Regions from separate parts of the Anas platyrhynchos genome. Here region 1 is linked to region 2. Evidence: chromatin contacts called from public Hi-C data. All regions are on one chromosome and are shown on one strand. The core of a region is the stretch at or near the end of the contact, and the rest is flanking DNA. Distances in the headings are between cores, read along the strand shown. Region 1 holds the start of FGF18 (fibroblast growth factor 18). Region 2 has its middle 94 kb from the start of FBXW11.

Region 1 (2,907 bases), core at 66-2,565, 380 kb after region 2:
AGGGGGAAGAAAAGTGAAAGCCCCAGCCAAAACTGCCTGGCACTCCGAGGTCAGCACGCCGCCTTTGTTTCTTTTTTTTACAACCAAAAGCGAAAGAGGACAGAAAGGACACGTACCTGTACCTGAAAGCACAGCAGCAGGAAATGTAAACATCTGGAGAGGAGAAAAAAAAAGCAACAAAAGATCAAATGATGCGGTAAAATGGTTAAAGTCGGATTTTTTTTTTTTTTTGCTTTGTTTTTCTTTGCGATTTTTTTTTTTTTTTTTAAACGGCGCAGCTCGATGCTCTGCGCATGAAAAGGCTCGGCTCCCCATTCCCACCTGATCGCGAGGAAAACGCAACCGGAGCCTCCAAAAGGAAAGTTTGAAAAAGAAAAGCAATTAAAAAAAAAATAAAAAATAAAATAAAAATATTTATATATATGTATATATTTAAAAAAAAAAAAAAAAAAAGGAGAAAAAAAAAAGATGCCGTAATCCTTACAGGCAAGTGCAGGCGGAGAGCAGTGAATACATCGCTGGAGGAGAGGGGGAGGTCGGTGGCTTGCCGCTAGCGGAGTGCAGCCCCCCACCGCCCTGACATGGGAGCGATCCGGCCGGCAGGCTCCGCTCCGCTCCGCACCGCTGGAAGTTGTGGTACCGCCCGCCTTGCCTCCGCCGAGTGACTCGCTCAGGCATCAGCTCTCCTCTCCCCCTGTCTCTCCTCCTCCTCTCCCTCTCTCTCTCCGCCTTTGGGGGGGATGAAGGTGCTTATTGTCAGGAACTTCCGATCGTCAGCCCGTGCCCCCCCGCCGCTTTTCCCCCCCCCCCCCCCCCCCGCCCCGAGCCGGCTGAAGCCTCCCCGCGGCTCCGCGCCCCCTCCCCGGGCATGGTGCGGAGCGGAGCGGGGTGCGGAGGCGGTGCCCGGCCGGGGAGCCCCGCGAGGAGCGCTCGGCACGGCCGCTGCGGTGAAAAATAAAAGAGGGGGGGGGGGGGGAGCACAGCCCAGCTGGGAGGGCTGGGAAAGCGTGAAAAGTATTAAAAAAAAATAAGGAAAAAAAAATAAAAAAATAAAAACATGGAGAAAAGGGAGCGGGGCCCGACGGAGCGGGCAGAGCCCGAGCCGCGAGGAAAACCCCGAAAACAATTAAATAATGGGGGGGGTGAGGGGGGGCAGCCCGCTGAGCACCCGTTTGGGGGGGGTCCGGGGGGGGTCTTACCTCGGCGCGGCCGGGAGCGCGGCGCGTCCTCGGTGAGCCCCGGGCGGGCGGCAGCCCCCGGACCCCCCCGGGCTCCCCATCACCACCCACACCGGGCAGGGGCATCCCCCCCCCCCCCCCCCGGCCCCCCCCCAGCCCCCCGAGCATCCCCCGGGGGTGTCCCCGCGGAGCGCCCTGCCCGGCGCGCTCCGGCACGGCTCGCCTGCCCTCCAGCGGCCGCACGGCAGCACCGCAGCCGCGCAAAGCAGCCCCGCCGGCCCCCCCCTCAGCCCCCCAGGTCCCCTTTCCTTTCTCCTTCTTTTCCTTTTTTTTTTTTTTTTTTTCCTTCCCAGCGAGGAGAAAAAAAAATTAAATAAAATGTTCCCACGTTGAGAGCGCGCGGTGAGTGCCCGGGTGGTTCCCAGAGCTGGTTTCGGGCAGACAAAATGCCAGGAGCTGTTAACCTCCACGCGTGTTGGAACTCTCCGAAGAGAGCCTAGCGTCAGTTAACACCTTGTTAACTGAGAACATAACCCTAGCTCAGGACTGCGGGCTTCCCAAACCCTGGGATAGTGGCACGCAGGGGCACCCATCTCCTGCTCTCCCCCCGGGCAGGGCACCCCAAGCTGCCCCCCGGTTTTCTGCCACGAACCAAGCGGCCTCCTCATCCCTGACCCTTTGGACAACAACTCGGTGGTTTTCAGCTCATAGTTTCAGGCCCAGGAGTAACAGAAAGCATTAAGTTTGTCAAAACCCTCGCAAAATCAAAGCTCTTTGCTTAGTCAGGAAAGTATTCAATATATTCCTAATTATCCCTATTTCTCTTTTGCTCAGACCCTCTCACAGCCCCCATACCCTTCAAACCTGAGCTTTGACTGTTCCACCCCAGCTTTCCCACACACCAAACCTCAGAGCAATTGGAAAATTAATCTGAACTCTCCCCAGACCAGCCTCAGGACGTGAGTCGGGCCCTGATATGCTTTCAGTATCCTCAGGATGTAATCTCCCCTCTGACCCTACCATAGGCACAAGTGCCAAGAAACGCAGAGCCACCGCACGCCCCACGTAGGGAACACCCCAGCAGGGGCTGGCCATGGGAAGCCAGCACAGCCCTGCCCAGCAGAGCCTGGAGCCCCCAGGAGAAGCTGCAGACATGGCCACCAGCCCCCTGCAGATGGCCAACGTGCCACAGGCTGCTCCAGTTCCATCCTTAGATGAAACCAGATTTCCCCTGCTCCACCAACAGCCCTCGCCACCTTTCCCACTTCCAACCCCCCAAGATATCCCTGAAGCCGTAGGACCCATTGATAGCACCGCATTTTCCTCCACCCATGAGGACAGAAACCCCCAAGCAGCAACAGCGCAGACACCAGGAATCCCCCATCACCTTTTCCCAGCCACAACACCCCCACAACCTGCCCCTCACCACCACCAGCACTTCAGCTGCTCCCCGTGCCCACCAGCAGCTCACCACAGGGGTGCCATCAGGAGGACAACGCCTGGCACCTGCCCTCCCTGCTGCCCTGCACCTCTCTGAAGCAGGACCCCAAAAGCCCCCCCGGCTGCTGAGACCTGGCCAGCACCACCCGCAGCTCCACAGGGCTCTTGCTGAGCAAAGTGCTGGCAACTGCTGAATTCACTCCTTCTCCTAGACCAGAAAACCCCAAATGGCTAACGTGAGGCACACCAAAGCTGCTCTCCCTACACAGCCTCTCTAGGGAGCAGCTGA
Region 2 (2,753 bases), core at 168-2,667:
CTGAAATGATGGGAAAAAATTATATCTGCAGGTCTACAGTGCTAAAGACGAGGCTTGACTAAATGTAGGGTTGGGGACATTCAGGAATACTCATATTCTCTTGCTCAACCAGAAAGTGAGGCAAAAGGCCAGTGAAATAATAGTAACAGCAGTAATAATATTGTATATTTATATGGTGCCTTTCATCTCCCAGATTTCCACACTGCAGTGTCTAGCTGACTGCAGATACAATAATCACTTCACTCACCACCGACATGGAACCACCCTTGGCAAGGCCATGGCAGCTGTCAAACAGCACATTAAGAATTACTGCTACAATTCGAAAGATCACGAGGGCATTTTTGAAACAGGTAAAGTGTATTTTAATGGGTGAGCTTTGTATTTGTCCATATTGCTGGGGCTATGTCACGTTCTCTCATGTGTTTCCCTCCTCTGGAGGGAGAGGGTGGTTTTATTTTTCTTTTTTTCTTTTGTTTGTTTGTTTGTTTGTTTGAAGACTTTGGTTATTGAAAAGTTGGCAGGTGAGCCAAACATTTTAACTGTTCCTGAGAAGAAATTTAATGGGCCTCAAGTGACCATCTGATTAGCCCATACTGTTACCTTACTGAATCCTTATACTTTTCTTTTGATGTTACCTAGGCAAGAAACCACCAGCTCTGACACTGCCACAGGTAATGAACACACTGAAATCCCAATGGTGGAAGATGCAGAGAATGTACTAAATTATGCCTGTGCGGGAAAACTGAAATAGTAAGAAAATCCTCAGCTGAGGTAGGGCTTCCCTGGTGTCTCTCTCTGTGGAAACTTTTTTTTTGAACACGAAGAATGTGAGGCTTATTGAAATGAGATGGGGTGGGGGTGGTGGGGAAGAATTCCCCCCACCATGTGAAACTACCACCTTTTGTCTACAAGTAAGTGACATGAACATCTTCATGCAGTTCAGTAACCAGTGTTATTCTATGTGTTATTGCCTACTGTGTGTTCTTCTATAATGATGCTGTTTTAATATTAGTTAGAATGACTTAAGAGGATAAATCTATAGTTTGGAAAGCACTATGGGGCTGTAGGTGCTGTATCACTTCTATTAAATACCTGGTATTCAGACAAAGAATCATCCAAAGACACCCAAAGATGTACAATGTAAGTAAAACTGGAGGGAATGCCAATCGGCCTTTCTCCTCATGACTAGTACTATAGAGTTTGTATGTTCTAGGTCTAGGTAAACTCCCAGATGGAGAAGGAATGAGACAGAAACAAGGCAAAGGCAAGAATAACTCACTTCCCAGGCTCAAGTTACCAACAAAAGCATGAAAGCCTCAGCCTGTAGTATAAATTATGACCTATCAACTCAACCAGAGTCATAATAAGAAGGGAGGAATCAGATGAGTAAGGCAATAGGGGAAAAGCAAATACTGTGAGTAATGGCAACAAGAGGTTAGTTCCCTAGAAGTTGTCTAACCACATTAGATAGCACAGCTTAGTGACTGAGTCTGGGCCCAGCGTCTAGAGAATAAATCAACTGTGTTTTTTGTTGTTGATAAAACATTTTCTCCACAGCAGATGGATTTAATATTTCCTGGATCCATACTGTTTAAGACTTGGAGTGGGGATGCTTTTCCAGGATTGCATTATTGATGGCTTTGTTTCTAAGGGATGCAAACTCAGAGTTCTCCTAGGACTTGTTGCTATAAACTGTTAAGCAAGTATTTTTGTCTCTTCTTTGTTCCCTCCCTCCATTTGTTGACTTATGTGTTTGCTCCTGATCGACTTCACTTCTCTGGGACAAGTTAATTCTTCCCACTCCTACTGCTACTTGCTTCTCTCCCCTGCTACTACCATACCTCTCAGCTGTCTGTGTTGGGAGGATTTGCCCAGATTTTGCCAGGCAGACCCTGGTGGCACTGAGCTCCCCACTCTCACTGTGACAGCTCGTTTCTTCTCCGACTATCTCCCGAGTTATTCTTTGCCCAAAGCAGGAAGAACAGCAGAGCATTCCCAAAGTTCAGCATTTTTCTGAAGGGTACCTCCCAAAATAAGGCTCTTTAAAGCATGTTCTGTGTATAGCTACGTCTAGTTGGCGCATAAATACATGCGGCTCCCTCAAGATCATGTAAATTCATGGGTATTAACATGCTAAGAGGTATAAAGTGATATGTTGTCAGCTTCTGAGCTGAATTGTGCTGTTTTTATGTGAGTCAAGCATCTGTCCAGGGCTCTTGAATGAAAGAGAGAGAATGTTTCTGGGCTAACTCACCACCACAATGCTTTTTCACATGTGAATTGTCATTCAGCCATGTCTTATCTTTCAGCTTTGTCAGATGATACAGGACTTGCAACAGACTTGAGCAGTATAACCTTTCAGTCCTGTGAATAAGCTGTAGGGAGCTCTCTCTTCTGTGCTGTGAGCCTGCCAATTTAGGCTCCTTGCTGACCAGTTTACACTCTAATCACACATGAAATTCAAACTGTCTAGGTCAGAGAAGGTTTTTTGGCAAGTCTGGTTGGGAATGTACAGTAGACCAGCCATTACAGAGACCTAGAAGTATTTCAAGAAGGTAGTCAAAGCTAACTTGATGTTCATATGCATATGTGTGTATATATATATGTATGTATATTCAAATGGACAAAATTTTAACTCCCAGACAACTGGGGAGACTGGAAATACCCAAGACTGGCTATGTGCATGAGAGCTGTCCTACTGTCCCAGAGAGAAATGTACCATTCCCATTCCTACCAGCTCTGATGTGGAAAGC

The links. Hi-C and Micro-C count contacts between places; a contact is called where the count stands out from the background.
Region 1: a Hi-C map of skeletal muscle shows a contact between it and region 2, with 2.8 times the contacts expected there. The contact joins the promoter of FGF18 here to the enhancer-like site in region 2. A contact is called at or near these places in 2 of 8 Hi-C or Micro-C datasets (skeletal muscle and subcutaneous adipose tissue).

The regions. Positions count from the first base shown.
Region 1 is chr14:14,339,701-14,342,607 of IASCAAS_PekinDuck_T2T, forward strand. FGF18 (fibroblast growth factor 18) reads right to left here and starts at 1,316. Exons shown (of 6, transcript XM_072023323.1): 1 at 1,200-1,316; 2 at 117-153. The coding sequence starts at 1,279.
Region 2 is chr14:13,956,559-13,959,311 of IASCAAS_PekinDuck_T2T, forward strand. No RefSeq gene overlaps it. Among named protein-coding and RNA genes, the nearest start is that of FBXW11, 94 kb to the left of the region's middle. Within about 2 kb of position 1,418, at least 4 of the 8 cell types and tissues checked have an H3K27ac peak or open chromatin away from gene starts, as enhancers often do. A contact at or near this core is called in subcutaneous adipose tissue, where this site is marked.